Linked DNA regions of Canis lupus: region 2 is linked to region 1. A link is a contact called in public Hi-C data. All regions are on one chromosome and are shown on one strand. Each heading gives the region's core, a stretch centred on a gene start, on an enhancer-like site or on the middle of the called end of the contact. The rest is flanking DNA. Distances are from core to core; before and after follow the strand shown.

Region 1 (2,700 bases), core at 150-2,649:
TTATTTATTCATGAGAGACACAGAGAGAGGCAGGCAGAGACACAGGCAGAGGGAGAAACAGGCTCTTCAAGGGGGGCTCGATGTGGAACTGGATCCTCAGACCAGGATGACGTCCTCAACCGCTCAGCTACCCAGGTGTCCCAAAAAAACCACCTGTTTGCACCAAAGACGTCTCTAGAATTTTTTCTTGGCCATTGGCTTAGAATCCTAACGTCTTTCCTACATCACCCAAATGGATCTGCTGGACCATAGATGATTCTTCAACCTCTGAGTTCACTTAAAAGAGTAAATCTTATAAATTAAGTCCACCATTCAAAGAAACAAAAATGAAAAACTCCTTGGGGCACCTGGCTGGCTGTCAGAAGAGCTTCCATTCTTCATCTCCAGGTCCTGAATTTCAGCCCCAAGTTGGGTATAGATAACTTAAATAAATGACACTTAGCAGAATAAAAAAATTAAAAGCTCGATACCACAATTTTATTTGAATCCAAAGTGAGAAAACTATTTTACCCTTAGGTGGGTTATCATAGCAACTCTGGGTGACTATCTTTGTCAATCATCCGTAAGGTGGACAACGTAATTTTATCACGTCCAGATATTTTCAATGGGGGAAAAATCCCTAGAACTTGAAAAACAATTAGTTTTGGCCTGATACTTAACATTTTTTTCCTATCTGTAAACAATACTAGAATATAACAGCACTGAGTGATGTTTGTATCGTCCACACGCGTTTAACGAATCTCAATCACACCGCATGTCCGGCCCGCTCCGGTCCCGGCAGAGGTGGGCTGCTGTTCTGGGGAACCTCGCAGCTGTCCGTCCCCTCGGGGCGGCCGTCAGGTCCCAGGAGCGGTCGGGGTCCCCTGGGGCGGCCGTCAGGTCCCAGCAGCGGTCGGGGTCCCCTCGGGGCGGCCGTCAGGTCCCAGCAGCGGTCGGTTTCCTCAGGCACAGCCGTCAGGCCCCAGCAGCAGTCGGTCCCCTCAGGCGCTTGGGCTCCTTCTCCAAGGCGAATAGCCGCGCTCCGCGGTGCCCCGGCGGCCCCTTCCCCGCCGGGTGAGCCCGCCTCTCTCCCTTTTCTCCGGCGCCCAGACAAGCCCCTCCCTCTCCGCCCACCCCAACCGGCCGTTCCTGCCCTTCCCCCCAGGAGCGCCAGAGCTGCCCTTCCCCGCGCCTCCCCAGCGCCGCAGCTGCCCAGCGCCTCACTCTCACGGCCTATTCGCCCCGCCCTTCCTCCCGGGCGCCCCTCAGCCCGCCCACCCACTTCCCGTAGACTCCGCGGGCTCCAGCGCGCCCGCCTCGACGTGATTGGTGGGTGTGTGTGTCGCTCCAGGGTCCGGAGGCCGCTATTGGCGGGTCTCCCTAGTAGCGTCACGTGGATTCGGGCCAAGCGCGGAGCGCGAGGAACCGCCAAGGGTGTGTGTCGCAGCCGCTCTTCGTCGGCGGTTTGCTGGGCTCCGATGATGGCGGCGGCGACGGTCGCCGAGGGAGTGAGCATGACTGCGAGTCCTGTCTCAGGTGCCGCAGGCAATGTGGAGTCTCCTGAAGCTGAAGGAGAAGGTGTCGGAGCAGCGGGCGAAGAGAAGGACGCAGCCACAAGAGGCGCGGAGGCAGCCGGAGACAGCGAGGAGGACGGAGAGGATGTATTCGAGGTGGAAAAGATCCTGGACATGAAGACCGAGGGGGTAGGTGTGCGGCGGGGAGGCGGCGCTGGGCGCGCAGGGCGTGCCGTGAGGCGGGAGCGGAGGGGCTTCTGCGGAGGGCGGCCGTGCGTACACGGGGAGCCCTCCCGGAGTTGTGCCGTGGACGTGGGCGGGAAGGAGCTTGATCGCTTGCGCCCCGGCCAGCGTGCGGGTGTTGGGGGCGGACTCCGGCTGTGGCCGCGGGCTCGTGCGGGTTTCGGGAGCGGGGCTCCTTTCAGGAACTTTGGCCGGGTTGCGTGGCTGGGGGCGGGAAGCATCGGAGTCCGCCGGCTGCGGCAAGATCCGCGGCGGTGTCGGCGTGCCTCCTCGAGAGGGCCGCTGCTCTGCTCCGGGAGGAGACTCTGTGGGCCGGCTCCCATCCCCGTCCGGGCTGCTTGTCGTCCGTCCAGTGCTCTCCAAAGCTTTGGTCCGTTTTCTGCCTTAAAATCCACGGGGATTCCCGTTCATCCCCGGAATCTCGTCCAAGAGGGTGGTGTTTAGAGGCCTTCCAAGTCTGACCGTTGTCTTCCCTCTCACTTTGTTACGGGAGAGCAACCTCACTGTAGTCCTGACCTCCTCCGTCATACTGACCCTAGACCCCCCCGTTCTCCCGCCCCCCAGTCTCTCAGGTCTCTCTGAGAATCAGTTTCCCTGGGAATCCCTGCGGAGTGAGATCTTCAAGTTTGCCCTCCCAGCAGTGGGTCGGACCTCTGAGCTTTAAAGCATTATTATATACGTGTTTGTCTCTCTGCTACATGGTAGGCTCACTGGTTAAAGGAAATATGATTCTTACTAATTTTTGTATTACTGGTACTCAGAAGATTAAATGACTAAATGAGTCATGGACTGCAGGGTGGGATGGAGGAGAGAGGGTGCACAAGTAGGGAGACAGTCTGTGTCAGTAGGTAAGTGTGAGGTGACCAAAGGGCCCGTATGGTGATAGGGTCTCTGTCTTCTTTTTATATTATCTATTATTTTCTGTTTGACTATTTAGCAAACTTTTTTTTTTTTTTTCTTCACA
Region 2 (2,700 bases), core at 152-2,651, 100 kb before region 1:
TGAAACGCGGGGACACCTGCGCCCCGATGTTTATAGCAGCAATGGCCACAATAGCCAAGCTGTGGAAGGAGCCTCGGTGTCCATCGAAAGATGAATGGATAAAGATAATGTGGTTTATGTATACAATGGAATATTACTCAGCTATTAGAAATGACAAATACCCACCATTGGCTTCAACGTGGATGGAACTGGAGGGTATTATGCTGAGTGAAGTAAGTCAGTCGGAGAAGGACAAACATTATATGTTCTCATTCATTTGGGGAATATAAATAATAGTGAAAGGGAATATAAGGGAAGGGAGAAGAAATGTGTGGGAAATATCAGAAAGGGAGACAGAACGTAAAGACTGCTAACTCTGGGAAACGAACTAGGGGTGGTAGAAGGGGAGGAGGGCGGGGGGTGGGAGTGATTGGGTGAAGGGCACTGGGGATTATTCTGTATGTTGGTAAATTGATCACCAATAAAAAAAAATAAAAAATAAAAAAAAAACACGGTGGCACCGGTAGAGGGATAGATACAGAGATCAATAAAAGTAAAATAAAATAAAATAAAATAAAAAAATTCCTGAACTTTCCGGGCGCCTGCGTGCCTCATGTCATGACCTCAGGGTCCTGGATTGAGCGTCCTCACCCCCGACCCCCGTGAGCTCCAGGCTCAGCAGTCGTCTGGAGGGTTCTCACCCTCTGCCCTCCCCCTTCGCCGGGACGCTGGGGCGCCGGGCGCTGGACTCTAGGCGCGGGGCGGGGCGGGGCGGGGCGGGGCGGGGCGGGGGCGCGGTCTGGGCCTGGGGCGGCAGTCACGGCGGGCTTCCCGCAGCGCTCTCGCTGGCTGGGCTGACCGGGTCAGCACCGGGAGCCCGGAGCCCGGAGCAGTCCGTACCCGGGAGCAGTCGGTGCCGGTGGCGGGGAGCCCGGAGCAGTCGGTACCCGGGAGCAGTCGGTGCCGGTGGCGGGGAGCCCGGAGCAGTCGGTACCCGGGAGCAGTCGGTGCCGGTGGCGGGGAGCCCGGAGCAGTCGGTACCCGGAAGCAGTGGGTGCCGGTGGCCGGGAGCCCCGAGCAGTCGGAGCCCGGAGCAGTCGGAGCCCGGAAGCAGTCGGTGCCGGTGGCGGGGAGCCCGGAGCCCAGAGCAGTAGACGCGAGGACGGTCCGGAGCCGGGAGCCCCTGGCAGGTGAGGGGGCGCCGCTGGGAGGACGAGCACTCTCGGCGCAGCGGGTCCGGGCAGGCGGTCGTGGGAGGGGAGGGGCGGCCGCGCGGACTCCCTACCGGAGCGGCGGGGTCAGCTCCGCGGTGCGGTCCTGGTCGTCACCGCGCTGGTGGCCGTGGGACCGCTGCCCGTGCCCGGGGCGTTGTGCTCGGGTGCAGGTCGCCGGCCCTGGGGACAGGACCTGGGCGGGGCCGCCGAGGAGAGCCGGTGCTTAACGCTGGTCCCCGGACGCGGCCTGGGCTCGGGGAGAAGGAGCAGATTGCAATAGAACTCTGTTCTTCGCTCCAGAAGACAGCCTGTTTGATTCAAGTTAGCTATTCCTGAAGTTTGGTTTGGAAAATGAAACTTTTCCAAGAAATAACAGTATTTTTGGTGAATAATCAGGGAACGTAATCGGAACTCCTAATTAGAAACACCACGATAGAAACATTTACAGTGCATGTTGAGGACCAATGTTGAAACCTTGCAGATCCGCTAAATACTTCCTGCAGGGAATGCCCGGTGACTCAGCTGGAGGACTGAACTGCCTTAGAACAAGGCGCTGCTGAAGGTTCCGCCTTTTGGTTCTGGATTGCAAATTAACAATAAACATAAAAAATATTTAAAGTGTAGTGTTAGGATAAAGAAGAAAGCCACTCTCCACTATGTGTATGTGTTGTGGATTTTTTTTTGTTACACTGGAGTTGATCATTTATTCAGTAAACATGTGTTAGATTCCGTCTGTGTGCTTAGAGCTGTAACATTCAGTGGCAGTAGAAGCAGTACCAAAGTAGGTGGTCTTTGCTTTTTAGGGGTTTATAAGTCCCAAGAGGGAGGTGCAGTATTGATGCCATTTGGGTCCAAATATGCAAATCATGGCAGAAATAGAAAGCTTTTCTATAATACTAGGCTTTAAGTGATGCATGAAAGAGTAAGCAAACATTTACTGAATGCCTGCTTGTACCAAAAGTGATCTAGATTCTAGAGATATATAGATAAGCAAGGCACAGCCCCCCACATAGGATTGACCCTCCTGGAGAAACAGGTAATGTTAAGAGTGGAGAACAGCCAGTGGTTACAGACAGGGGTGTGATGAAAGTTGCCAGGTTCTGGGACTGTTCCGAGGGCCAGAGCAGGGCCGAGAATCAGAGGGAAAAGGGTTCCAGGAGGACTTTCTGGATGGGGAGATCCTGAGGCTTTCAGAGAGGAGGAGATGTCAGTTGTGAAGACAGGAAACTGCAAGGGAGTAAGGCCCTTGCTCCCAACTACAGCAGTGGTTTCTGGATAGAGGAGCTAGAATTTGTGAGGAGGAGCTCAGGGAGCTTCGCAGGAGCTGGGGATGTGTGTTCTTGTCCGGTGTTCATAACAGCCTGATGGATGGAAGACACTCAAAAATCTTGCATGTGCACAACAAGCTCTGGTGACAACATGAATGAACACTGACTGTTTAGAAAAAGCTTGGAAAGGAGGGAGAGATGGTGGCACATGTCTGTCAAGAAAGCTGCTAGCCAAGAGG

Evidence for each region. Hi-C and Micro-C count contacts between places; a contact is called where the count stands out from the background.
Region 2: a contact with region 1 is called in a Hi-C map of blood, with 1.8 times the contacts expected there. The contact joins the enhancer-like site here to the promoter of MPHOSPH8 in region 1. A contact is called at or near these places in 2 of 9 Hi-C or Micro-C datasets (amygdala and blood).

What each region holds. Positions count from the first base shown.
Region 1 is chr25:18,514,234-18,516,933 of UU_Cfam_GSD_1.0, reverse strand. MPHOSPH8 (M-phase phosphoprotein 8) reads left to right here and starts at 1,399. Exons shown (of 14, transcript NM_001145981.1): 1 at 1,399-1,682. The coding sequence starts at 1,458. All of the region lies in intron 2 of LOC111092341 (a long non-coding RNA gene), which reads right to left.
Region 2 is chr25:18,614,167-18,616,866 of UU_Cfam_GSD_1.0, reverse strand. No RefSeq gene overlaps it. Among named protein-coding and RNA genes, the nearest start is that of PARP4, 6.0 kb to the right of the region's middle. Within about 2 kb of position 1,401, at least 15 of the 20 cell types and tissues checked have an H3K27ac peak or open chromatin away from gene starts, as enhancers often do. A contact at or near this core is called in blood, where this site is marked.